Regions from separate parts of the Capra hircus genome. Here region 2 is linked to region 1. Evidence: chromatin contacts called from public Hi-C data. All regions are on one chromosome and are shown on one strand. Each heading gives the region's core, a stretch centred on a gene start, on an enhancer-like site or on the middle of the called end of the contact. The rest is flanking DNA. Distances are from core to core; before and after follow the strand shown.

The links. A called contact is a pair of places that touch in the nucleus more often than the background predicts.
Region 2: a contact with region 1 is called in a Hi-C map of blood, with 5 times the contacts expected there. The contact joins the promoter of AHCYL1 here to the enhancer-like site in region 1. A contact is called at or near these places in 3 of 5 Hi-C or Micro-C datasets (blood and liver).

The regions. Positions count from the first base shown.
Region 1 is chr3:86,955,912-86,962,542 of ARS1.2, forward strand. No RefSeq gene overlaps it. Among named protein-coding and RNA genes, the nearest start is that of EPS8L3, 18 kb to the left of the region's middle. Within about 2 kb of position 3,305, at least 3 of the 5 cell types and tissues checked have an H3K27ac peak or open chromatin away from gene starts, as enhancers often do.
Region 2 is chr3:87,124,420-87,131,050 of ARS1.2, forward strand. AHCYL1 (adenosylhomocysteinase 2) reads left to right here and starts at 4,111. Exons shown (of 17, transcript XM_018045883.1): 1 at 4,111-4,593. The coding sequence starts at 4,474.

The DNA.
Region 1 (6,631 bases), core at 2,055-4,554:
GAGGTGATACCGGAGGTAGGCCTTAAAATAGTAAGATTTTGCCAGATGGAGAAAAAGGAAGGGCATCCAGAACAGGGGAACCAGCAGAGCAAAGACACAGAGGTGAGGTTGTGATAAGAGAACACTGATGAACAGTTATATATGCTCCCACCCCCAGCTTTACTGAGATGTAATTGACATGTAACACTGTATAAATTTAAGATGTACAGCACAATGGATTGATATAGGTATATATTGTGAAATGATTACAGTGGCAATGCAATTAATAATCATTATTGCAAAGTTACTGCCACATAAAGGTAGTTAACCGCACGCTTTTTATGTGGCACTCCTCCTGCTCTAGTATTTATTTATGCTTCTAATCCTCACATCAGCGCTCAGGGTGCCATGATGCCCACTTTATGGATGAAGAGACTGATGGCCAGGGAAGGAAAGTGACAGCCCTGATAAGAAACTTAGGAGCTGACCTACCAGTCAGAACCATGTGACCCTGCTCTGCCCCATGGGACTGGAGTTAAGACGGGGGTGAGTGGGTTGCAGGAATATCACAAAGACCAGAAAGGTCTTCCTCCTCCAGAGGACCCCACCCTTGGTCTTAGCATCCCTGGCCAGGCTGTGAGACCTTCCGGTCAAACACTGCTCTCAAACAGCTATCTATCTGATGGTCTTATCACTTTTGCTTTTCCTTTTAAAAAAGGTGTTGTTTTAATTGTATTCTTGTGGGTTGCAGATTTTGTCCAGGCCTGGGTCAGAAAGAGAAGGAGGAGCCCTGGGGTGGAGGGAGAGGAGAGGGGGCTGGACCAGGGCAAGTCAGCCTGCCCCTCCGAGGCTTGCCCCCTGCCTGAGTGGGGGAGGTGCTGGGAGAGCAGGGCTCCCTCCACTGACATCTTCTTCCAGATGAGAGACAGGCCTGCTCCTACGGGGCTCCCCTCCAAGCCTCTGCTCTGGACCTTGGGACAGCCATCCTCACATCCTCTGAAAGCCCCTTCTTAGAAATCACCCAGAGCTTCTAAACTGGGAGCTCGCACCTTTTCCTTGCCAAGTGAAAGAGAAAGTCACTCAGTTGTGTCTGATTCTTTGTGACCCCACGGACTGTAGCCCGCCAGGCTCCTCTGTCCGGGGAATTCTCTCGGCAAGAATACTGGAGTGGGTAGCCATTCCTCAAAAATCAATTTACATACATATATTAAATCATGATGTTGTACACCTGAAACTGTCATATGTCAATTATACTCAATAAAAATCATCAAAAGTTATAAAAATTTTGATAAATACTATAAGATGAAGGGAAGGCATATAAAAATTAAGAGCATTCTGTCCACCCCTGCTCCTGCTCCCATCCTATTCCCCAGGGAACCACTCTTAACAATTTCTTGTTTATCCCTAAGGCATGTTCCTTATAAGCAAGCATACATAGATACACATCACTGTATTTTTTTTTTAACACAGTTGAATCATAACTATATTATTTTATGACTAGCTTTTTTCTCATTTAATGTCATATTTTGGGCATCCTTTTTATGTCAATGTCTGTATATCCACCCATTCTTTGTACTGGCTGCAAAGTCATTGTAAGGACTCAAGTAACCAGTTCCTTTTTTTGCTGGACATTTAAGATGCTTCCAGTTTTTACTATTCAGATAGTGCTGAGATGAACAGCTATATTTGTAGATTAATTGACTGCTGATTAAAATCTGAATATTTGTTACCAAATTGACTTCCAAAAATGCTGTAACAACCTACAGCACCATCAGTAGTGTATGAGAAAGCCCATTTTCTTGCATCTTCACCAATATGAGTATTATCCGCCTTTAAATCTTTATTGATTTGATAGGTGAAAAATAATATCTCATTAAAAATTAAGTACCTTTTAGAGTGGGTTTGAGAATATTTTCCTATATTTGTTGACTATTTTGATTTCTTTCTTCTCTTTTTGTGAATCCCATGTTATTGATGTTTGACCATTTCAAGGGAGGTCTATGCATCATTTTCTCATTGATTTGTAGGAGCTCTTTGTATATTAAGGAAATAAGCATATAAGATCCATTTTATTATCTGCTATATACTCCATGTTTGGAAAACATTTGTTAAATAATGATTGCTAATTTGTGACTTCTTTCTCCGTTTTCTCAATCTAATTCTGGTACATGGACCCTCAGAATGTTTATCAGCATGAAATGGTCTGCATTGAGTTGATGTGACTCTGGCTAAAAGCAAAGCCAGAGTCCCAGAAGCCTCACTGTTAATCCCAGAAGCCTCACTGTGGCTAAATGTAGGCTGTCTGTTGGCTTTCTGAATATTTTAAGTGGCTTGAGGCACCACAGGGCCGGGGGCCCTAGCGTGGGAGCTGCAGCCGCAGCTCTGGCCCCGTCAGTGCAGTTCATTTGATCAGCAGTGTGGTCTGCACCTGTGCGCATCCCTTGGTCCAGCTGTGAATTCTTGTGTTCGTGTGAGTGGGCTGAGTGTTTGCATATTTTCCTCTTTGTTTACAGGCACTTAGGGGTGTGGGTCCCTCTTCCCTTAGCAGAAAGTCCCTGAGCCTGCTCCCAGGCCAGGCTCAGTGGGACGTTACTGGTGCTGAGTCCTGGGGATAGAGGAGGGGATGTGGAAAGCAGGAAGGTGGACAGGAAGAGGCTCCCAGCTGCCCCCAACCTCTCTGGCTTCTCCACATCCTTGGGGGAACCTTCCCAGGGACATGTTCCATTCCTTTGAGGTGTGGTGTAGGGACCCAGGCAGGATAAGAGCTGGTTTGCAGGGCCTGAGATTGGGAAGCGGGGTTGCTAGGCACCAAATATGAAGGAGTAAGGGGCAGAGATTGTGCGGGGTGAAGCAGATGGTGAGGGGAGGCCCTGGCCAGGGGGAGGTGGGTTTCAGGCTTCTGGGCAGCCCCTCCCTGCTCAGCCTAAAGGTGGTTTCACTGGGGTTGTGCTGTTCCCTCCTGGTCCTGGGGTGTGTGGGAGGAGGCTCTGAGATCCCAGTGGGAGCAGGGGCTGGGGGTGGGCAGGGGTGGCAGGCAGAGCAGGGAAGGAGAAGCCTGGTAGAGCCTCACAGCTGACTTAGAAGCCTCCAGGTTGGTTTGTTTGTTTAACCCAGGGCTGACTTTTAGCCACATTCCTGGGGATTGGCGAGAGTGAAGGTGATTAATGGGGTTGGCCATGGTAGCGGGAGCAGCAGGAGGCGGAAGAGGAGGCAGCCAAGGAGAACCTGAGTTGACACCCTGAAGCCCCAGATTCCCAGCACTGTGGTGGGCACCCCGGAGGGTAGTGGTGGTCCTGCAGAACCCAGCATCCCATCACCTCCCTCCAGGGCTGGAGAAGGAGAGATGTCCCTTCTCTTCCAGGGCACAAGGCTGGGCCCTGTTCTCTGCCTGGCGAGCTGACCCGAGGTTGGGAGGGGACAGAGCCAGGGCAGGGCCAGGGGCAGGTCTACCCGAGTTCTGCCCTGGAAAAGCGCCTGAGGCATGTGACTCATCCTGTGGAGCCTGAGCTTCCTCTGAAAACAGGGCCAAGAGGTAGCTAGCTTATAGATAGTGCCTGGCTCTGCTCTCCTTAACCCTTCTTATCTCGTGAGCGCCCTCAGCCAATGAGGCCTGGACCCAAATGGAGTATCTAGGGAGACAGTGAGAAAGCGCCATCCTTTGTTCAACGTGGTTTATGTTGGCCTGCAGAAGATTATTCACTGAGTAAATATACAGATCTACCATGACGACAAATTTGAATGCTACTCCGATGTACAGTGCAAGTCAGTAGGCATTCAGCTTGTTTCCCTTTCATGCCTGTCAACAGCCAGTGAAAATGTAAGCAGGTAGGGTAGGGGGCCCTGGAGAAAGAGAATCAGGCATGGCTTTCTTGACATAAGAGAAGCCATTTTTGTCCTAAGCCATTTTGGTTGATCTAAGTCTGACCACAATGCTTGCCCTTGAACAGGTCTCAGGAATTAATGATCTTAAGGGAAGTGAGGAAATGCAAGAACAAAGGGAAAGCAATCAAGAAATAATAGTTCAGCCATAAAACAGAGTCCTGGATCTTCCTCAAGGATATACATCACTATCTGATGCCCGTCTTCGAGTTCTGCAGAAACTAAGGCCCCCACGCACATGGAGAGCAGAGTGAGGATGCTGACTCTCCTGACTTCAATCAACTAAAGCTTGGACTCTGTCCATCTTTGCCCTAATTCTACACTGGATTGTTCTTTTCTCAAGACCCTTCAACAACATACATGTACCCTTAGCTTAAAAGGCTTCCCCAACTTGCTGTTCAGGAAGACACTGCTTTGGGAAAGATCTCCGGTGTTGTTGTTGTTGTGTGCAGTTGCTAAGTTGTGTCTGACCCTACATCCATGGACTGCAGCATGCCAGGCTTCCCTGTCCTTCACTATCTCCTGGAGTTTGTTCAAATTCATGTCTATTGAGTCAGAGATGCCATCCAACTATCCTATCCTCTGTCACCCCCTTCTCCTTGGTTGCTACAAGTAATAAATCCTTCCTTCTCCAAGTCTTTGGCTAGGTTGTATCCTTTGGTTTGACACCTACCAAGAGGTGAATCCAGTTTTCAGGTAACAGTGACACTCAGAATATGGGGGTGGAGAACAGGGCACCAGAGCCAGAACCAGAGAGATGAGGAGAGGGCCTGCCTCACTGGAGCTGACTTTGTGGGTTGGTTCTGCATCTGTGAACGGGGCCTGGCAGGATGCCCTGCCCCTATGAGGACTAGGTGATCCTGGTGTGTAGGCTCAGCAGAGGGCTGAGACCTTTCTTCTCCCAGCCAGGCTCTGCCCACCTGAGAAGGGCTGGGAGAAGGAGTCTGACTGTACGCTGGTTGTTCTCACCCAGAACATGGGTGGGTCTTGAAATCTCTTTCAGTTCTCCAGTCTGATACCTGAATCTGCACTAGATCTGGGTCTGGGCTGTCCAACTCTATAGTCAACTTAGCAGGCTGGGTTCAAAGAGTAGGCCTAGGACATAGCTGCTGTGGGGGGAGAAGGTGGGTCCTTCAGGGTTTCAGCAAAGGCTGAGAACCTGAAGGAGACAAGGGGCCCCCAGCTGGAGGTGAGAGAGGAGGTACTTGAGGGTCATTGACACAGGACGTGTGTGCATATGTGTAGCGGTGTGAGTACATGCATCTGCGTGTGTGTTTTTATGTGGCTTTGTGTGTGTACATCTTTAAAAACAACATTTTTCCCATTTTCCTGTTTTTCTAGAGCAGGCCTGTTTGGGGCAGTCTGTCCTGGAACTGGAGAAGGCAGGGCAGTGTGTGTGTGTGTGTGTGTGTGTGTGTGTGTGTGTGTGTGTGTGTATGTGTGTGTTGGGGTAGATGTCATCACTGTGGCTCTTGATAAAGTCACAGCAAAGCCTTCTCAATTTCTTTGGTGTTGTTTGGGGAATTTGTATGCCTCTGCCACCCATGAAATTAAGGACTTCTATTTAATTCATTTCCCCAAAGAATGCATTGAGTGAGGCCCTGGAGACTTGTCTAGGTCAGAGACTGGGCCTGTGGGTCCCAGAGATAGAGGGAGAATAAGACATGAGTCCCACAGCCCCAAGTCTACGGCCGGCAGTATGATGCAGAGAGCAGGGAGGAGCTTTGAGGGAGCCTCCCTCAGGCTGCAGAGGGTGCAGGGGGTGCTTGCTCTGCCTGGGACGGGCAGCAAGAGGCGCCACCTCCTACACCGTATCGTGGATGAGCATCAGCAAGGGCCCCATGAAGGGGACAGGCACTGTGGCTGGAGATCCCGCTTGCACCAGAGGTGTGAAAGAGCCTGGGCTATCAGAGAACTAGAGGAAGCGTGGTGGTCAGACCTTGGGGACAAAGACCGTGGAGACAGAGATGCTTGTCTTGAGGGTCCCTTCTCAGTTTTTCCAGGGCCTGGCCAAGGGGTTGAGACTTTAGTCCATGGCAGGGGACACCCACTCAGCTGCCTGCAGGGCCTGGATAGGGGGTGGGGGGTGTGAAGATGCTTGTGCAAGACGTTGCTCTGAAGTGGGCAGGTCTTTTCCCCAAGGTGAGCCAACAGGCTGTTGACGTGTCGCTGAACTCAGTCTTCAGAGAAGCTGGAAACTGAGATTTTTATGTGGTTTCTTTTATTTTTAGATGTTAGTAATTAATCCAAATTTAACACTAAGCAAAACAATAACACACATGCAAGCCTAACAGGAAAGGTCTGCCAGCTGGATTTGGCTCAGAGGCCACAAGCGTGATCTCAGGCTGGGGTGGGAGGGGAGGCACCGGAGGTTCAGGGTGGGAGTGAGGGGCCGGGGTCTGCTCCCCGTGGGGGCATCTTGGAACTGCTGTAAGGAGGGCAGGCTGCAGGGAGGCCAAGAAATCAACTGAGAAGCTGAGAGAAAAAAATCTTCCTCTTCATTCATTCATTTACTGAATGTTGATAGGGCACGTGTTCCAGGCAGACGCTGTTCTGGAGAGTGCTGCTAAGGGGATACCCAGAGTTGGAACTCCATCTCTGTTGAATATATATATTTATCGGTGTCCCCTTAGCAGCACTGCCCAGAACAGTGCCTGCCTCAACATGTGCCGTGTGTGTGTGTGTGTGTGTGTATGGGCTTCCGTTGTGTGTGTGTGTGTGTGTGTGTATGGGCTTCCCTTGTGGCTCAGCTGGTAAAGAATCTGCCTGCAAT
Region 2 (6,631 bases), core at 2,861-5,360, 170 kb after region 1:
GCAGGGAGCAGGCAGGTGTGAAGGGTGCCACCCTACGATCGCTGGGGCCGCTGGGATATGCGCGCACTGCACACAAATATAAAACTCAAACAGCTCAAGTTCACTCCTTATCTCAGCAGTCTCTCCACCTGACCTGCTTCTCCTCCTCCTCGCGTTCATCACCACCCACCCACAGCTCACCAGGCTCCGCAGGATCTTGCTCTCACAGCGGCTCTCATTCCACCCAGCCCTGCCCCTATGCCCCACCCACACTGAAATCTTTACAGTTCTCCTAATGTGCCAGGATGCCTTAGGGCCCTGCCTTTTCTCAGGCTATTCCTTCAGCCTGAGATACCTTCCGTGGCTTATCCAGCTGCTTATCTGTCAAGAGTCAGCTGGAGCAGCATCTTCTGTATAAACCCTTTCCTGCTCACCCTCCCATCCTCCACCCACCATCAGTCCCAGGTAGGGATCGGCACTTCACTTGTCTCTGTGGTCCCAGCATCTAGTACTGCTCTGAGCACATCTTCAGCAGTCATGGTGTGTGTGTGTCAGCTGCTCAGTAGTGCCTGACACTTTGTGACTCCATGGACTGTAGCCCGCCAGGCTCCTCCGTCCATGGGATTCTCCAAGCAAGAATGCTGGAGTGGGTAGCTATTTCCTTCTCCAGGGAATCTTCCCAACCCAGGGATTGAACCAGGGTCTCCTGCATTTCAGGCAGTTTCTTTACCATCTGAGCCATCAGGGAAGCCCAGCATTCACTGTAGATTTTATGAATTAAAAAAAAAAATGCACATGGAGTGTAATTTAGGGGGGTAGACAGAAGAATGAATTTGAGTAAGCAGTCCCAGCCCGCCTGTGGTGGGCCACCATGCTTGTGGTGACAGCATCTCCTAGTTCACCTCTCTCTCCTCAGACTGCTCCTTTCTAGAGCATGGCCCCCCTCTGATTTCTACACCCTTTGGAGACTACTTCCCTCCACCACACACAACAAGTGTACCTGTCCTTGGGTCCCTGCTGTCCTTAAACCTCGGGTCCCCCTAGCATCTGCCGTGTCTGTGTGGGTGGTGCAGTTCAGGGGAGTAAGCCCTGACTCACCCACCTGACTCAGCATAGAGGCTCAGTGCAGAGAGCTGGGTGGGTAGGCTGGTAGCCAGACCCAGGGCCAGGTTGGGTAGGATGTTTATTTGTTTCACGTATAAGCAGTCACAGCCATAGCCTTGTGGGGCCCTCTGGGGGAGGGAGGAGGGAGCATGCAACGGCTTTCACCAGCGTCATATCATCACACTCTGACAGGGTGAACGCTTTGATCTGCAGCCCATACCTGGCGGGTGGGATGGCAACTGCCCATGTCCTCTGCAGAGAGCTGGTTTCCAGGAATGCCTTGGTGGCTCTTGCCTGACATGAGCCACCTAGGCCTACTGCCTTTCCACCCGGGCAAGGCGTGCTGGGTCCCCACCTTCAGTGCAAGCACTCTGACTCGCCTCGGCCAGCCTCCCCAGCCTCCCTTTGGGCCGGGCACTCGGGTAAGTGAAGTCACGTCTGTTGATCTTCCTGTGGCTCAGACTGCAAAGTTACTGCTTTCTCTAGGTCTGGCCCTGTTGTCACCATTGTCCACAGCAGCAGCAGGCAATTCTGTGAGTCTAGTATCAGAGAAAACCTGTTACTTTGGTTCAGGCGGAATAAAAGAGAGGCTGAACTCCAGTCCCCAGCCAGCTCTCTAGCAGCCTGAACATTAACATGCATGGCAGAGCTGAGGCTGACAGACAAAGCTCTCAGACAACAGGAGTTTTAAAAAATCAAATCCAAAAGACACCTATGCTTTTTTCTTTTTTTTTTTCGAATAAGCTAACCTAAGTCACATGCTTTCCTATTCATGGGATATGGAGTTTTCACCTCTGTTCTAGCTGGCTCTGTCTCTGTTCTCTAAGGAGACAGCTCTGATCCCTGGACGCTGCCAACAGTTTGGGCAAACTCACACGATGAAAGCTACTTCAGGCCATATAGCCAAAGAGTCCTGGGTGGGCAGGCATAGCTCCTGGCCCCAGCTGAGAAATAAGAAGAAAAGTGCCAGTCTGGCACCCTTGTGGATGAATCTCGTATTCTGCTCCCCAATCTCTTTGTCCCTTCTGCTACACGAATACTTCTGAGAGGGAAGTCGAGGGGCCTGAAAGAGTGGGCATAGGCGAGATTTCCCTGGTGGTCCAGTGGTTAAGACTCTGTGCTTTCACTGTAGGGGGCTTGAGTTTGATTCCTACTCAGGGAACTAAGATCCTACAGGCGGGATGGTGCAGCTGGAAAGAAAAAAATGTATTTATACCATCTGAAACTAACAGAACATTGTAAATCAACTACATTTGAATTTAATTTTTTTTTATTTAAAAAGAGGGGGCAGAGGAGAGAACCCTAAAATGAAGATTCGCAGAAGTGCCTCCTTCCAGACACTTCCACATCCTATTTCAAACAGGCAACCTTGCAGAAGTGCATCCTTCCAGACACTTCCACAACCTATTTCAAACAGGCAACCTTGCAGAAGTGCATCCTTCCAGACACTTCCACATCCTATTTCAAACAGGCAGCCTCAAGGGGCTGGGCGGCTGGAACATGGGATTCTCTGACTAAGACTTCTGAGGCCCCAGAAGCAAGTATTTCACACTCTTCCCAACATTTTGTAAACCAGTGGGGAAAACGTTACTTCAAGCCACAACTTCTTTCTTCAGAATTGAGCTGCTGGGTCTCTGAGGTGGGAGGAAGAAGGTGGGATGGGAGGAATTTAGGAAAAGGGCCCTGGGAAGTCTTGAACACTCAGCAGAGTGGAGAGGGATCTGGCTTCCCAGTCAATCATAGAGGGAAGGGTGAGGCGGAGGGATGGGAAGGGAGGAACAGGAGGAAGCGGGATGAGACAGGCAATGGACTAGGGAGCTTTGTGGGGTGGTGGGGCTAATGAGAAGTCCCGGGTGACGAGATGGCCAAAATAACTTTTCAGAACATTTCAGAAATGTGACTTCAAATTGTTTGTGATGTGATGTAACCTCTCCCTTGTGGCCCACAAAACTTCATTAAAAGTTCTGCTACATGTTACAGCATTATTTTTGTGGTTGTTTTGGAATAGGGGTGGGAGTTGAAAGGAGAAGGGACTGTTATCCACATTTGAATTGACAAGCAGGAACTAAAGAAACAGCCACAAAGATCAGAATAGTGACTAAAACTTCAGACGAGGCAGAAAACTAGAGCCAGAGGTAACCTTGAAAATTTCTGTCCCCCGAGTAATTCACAGAAATCGGGGAGGGGGGAGCATTGGACTTTCCACAGGACGTGGAAGTTTGAGCCAATGTCATTTGAATGTCAAAGGACAAGCAACCTCAGCTGACACTGCCTCACCAGCTGGACTAAGCCTTTAGAAACAAAAAACGTGTTACACACATCTGTACTATCCAGGGCCTTGGCACAGGGGTGGCACATAGCCAGGCCCAGTAAAAGCATGTGAATAGTTCATGAATGCCCTAGTGCCTCCCTGGAAGCTGGCAGAGCCAAACGCTTGGGGGTGGGGGGATGGAGGGGCACGTCGACTTCTCTTCCCCTCCCCCACCCCTTTTCCTCTCCCACCCTCTTAACCATCTTTAGCCCTATCCCATCAGCTCCGCGACATGAAGAACTTGTAAACAAGCAAGGCCCAGCGGAGACGGTGGTGGAGGAGGTCACAAAGTGTTGCGCAGAAACCACACTGCTCTGGTTCTGTTCTGCCCACTCTTACGGTGTCAAAGAGGCAAACGCTGCCTCTTGGGAAGGAGATTCTGGTTCAAAGAGCCTGACCATGGGGCAGTGAGCTAGTGGGCTACCTAGGGCACCGGAAGCTTCCTAGGACTGGCTGTAGGCTGTGTTGTGTAAGGCTTTGGTACTCGTTCCCAAGCATCCCTACACCCTTCTGAGGCCTCCCCTGGCATCCCGCAGTCCAAAGGCCCTACAGCACCGCGGCAACCTTGCGGGAACTGCGGGCTGCTCGCAAGGTAATGGCGCCACCTGGCGGCATACAAGGGTGCGGCTCACCCCTGGAGCTTCCCTTCACCCGCGAACGAGGAAGAAAAGGTGGCTTCAGCGGCCCAGTCCAACGTGGTGACGTCATGACAGAGCGCCGTTCTCCCCGCCTTTCCCCCGCCCGCTGGGAGCTGCCAGTACTCGACGTGGCGTCACCGCCCTCTACCCTTACTTTGCGTCCGTGTTTGCGTGCGGCGGAGGTGGCGGCGCGGGCCGGTCAGAGCTCCGCGTTGCTGCTTCTGGTGCTCCTGTCGCCGCTGTCGCTGTCCGGCTGTCCTGGACCGCGGAGCAGAGGAGGCGCGGGCCACAGCACCTCAGCACCCGACGCGGCTTGGCGCGGGGCCCGGCGGGAGGGTGGGCGAGCGCGTGTCGGAGGGCGCCGCGCGGGCAGGCGGGCGAGCGCCCGTGAGGGAAGGAGGCGGGGGCGGCGGGTCAGCCACGGGCCCGGCCGGCCGGGGGATGTCGATGCCTGACGCGATGCCGCTGCCCGGTGTCGGGGAGGAGCTGAAGCAGGCCAAGGAGATTGAGGACGCCGAGAAATACTCCTTCATGGCCACCGTCACCAAGGCGCCCAAGAAGGTGCGGGGGCTCTGGGTGGCGGCGGGGGTCCGGCTGGGGGCCTCGAGGAAGGGGCGCGAGCCATCCCGGGCCCCGGGCTCCAGCTAGTTTGGGACTTAAGGGGCGAGGTTTCAGGGACCCAGGACTACGGAGGTGGTGTGAAGGGTGGAGAGTGAGCGGCCCCAGGCCTATCCCAAGCTGGAAAGGCCGACCCTGACCTCACTTTCCTTTGTCCCTCGGCCCAAGTCCTCTGGGATCTTTTCGAAACCCGGCAGGGCCAGGCCTTAAATTTGCGGCTGACTTATCCTCGGTGAAGGGCCTCAGAGACGGGAGTGGGAGAGAGGTGAGCGAAGTCTGCTGACCCCAGTGACCAGCCCCAGGGGATGAGGGTGTACAGGAACTCTCCCCTCAGGTGAGCGGGTGAATCTGATAGTGCTTCTTTGGGAGCAGTGGCCAGCTTATCCAACAACTGCGTGTGATCTTGGAGGCAAGATGGGGAAAAAAAAAAAATGCGTGGAGCTAGCTAGCTCTTTTATGCAGGTGAAAAGCATGAGGGCAGCATGAAATTGAAGACTAATTTTCATTTTCTGTGGTCGTCTGGTTGCTTCGACACATGTAAGAAATTAACATTTGGAGGTTGGTGACAGCAGACACTGTCATGGATACAGGTTGATTGTAGAGTCGTGTGAATAGATCACTTCGGCATCCCTTGAGAAAGGAGCTTGGGTGGGTTGGAGGGGTGGGTGGTGAGGAGCGATTGCTCATTCTTTACTGCACTTACTGAGGCAGAACAGGTTTAGTCTATTATGCTGTGGGTTGAGCTCAAAGAACATCCTTCTAATTCTTTTATTTTGGAGGATTAAATGGCAGCCTTTGGAAGTATTAATCTAACCAGCTCTCTGAGTGGTGGAATTGGGATCCTTGGTGCTTTCTGAGTGTTTGCTGCCAACCACATTTTGATTTTCTACATCACTGGCACCAGTTAACGGAGAACAAGAGAACCTTAGCAGAGAGGTGACCTTTCTGAAACCAGTAAGAACCTGGGTAAATATTTCCCTCCTATATAAAGACAGAGTTTCAAGGCTGTCCCCACCTGCAGTGTTTGATGGGATGCACTGCTGGCGTAAGCTGCACAAAGCAAGATTTGTAGATAGTGACAGTCCTTCAGGCTGTGGGAGAGATGATTTTTTTGTTTGTTTTTTCTTTTAAGGAAATTAACCTGCCACTCCAGAAATCTAATACAGGATTGAAAAGAGAGGTCACCATTGTGTGCTTTAGCTCTGTCTTCCCACAAAATTTAGATCTTACCCAACAGAATGCCTTATAAAACCTTGCAGAAGATCCCTTGATTCTAAGAAGTCTGATTAATCTTATTTTTAGTGCTCTCAGTTCAGCTGACTGCTTTGTTGGAGCAGTAACCCTTTGTAATCTGCACTGGTGCTAAGTCACTGCAGTTGTGTCCGACTCTGTGCGACCCCATAGACGGCAGCCCACCAGGCTCCCCCGTCCCTGGGATTCTCCAGGCAAGAACACTGGAGTGGGTTGCCATTTCCTTCTCCAATGCATGAAAGTGAAAAGTGAAAGTGAAGTCGCTCAGTCGTGTCTGACTCTTAGCGACCTCATGGACTGCAGCCCACCAGGCTCCTCTGTCCATGGGATTTTCCAGGCAAGAGTACTGGAGTGGGGTGCCACTGCCTTCTCCATTGTAATCTGCACTAGGTGGAGACAAAGTGTACATAAGCAGACTGTGTAAGGATAGTACTTGTGATGAGTTAGGGAGAAGAATGGGAACACCCTGGTACCCTCATTCCCCGAAATCTTCCTCTCCGCATAGCCTTTTGTCGGCCTAGTGGCTTCAGGAATTAGGCCTCTTTATTCTTACTTGCCTTTATTTTAGTAAGGTTTTATTCCTGCAGGTGCCACTAGTAATAAAACAAAAGTTTGTATTGTAGACTGTAAATTCCATAAAGGCGGAAACGTGTGTTCACCATTGTATCCATTGTGCCCCAGCTCTGTACCTAGCATATAGTAGGTATTCAAATAGTAATTGCCCATCTGG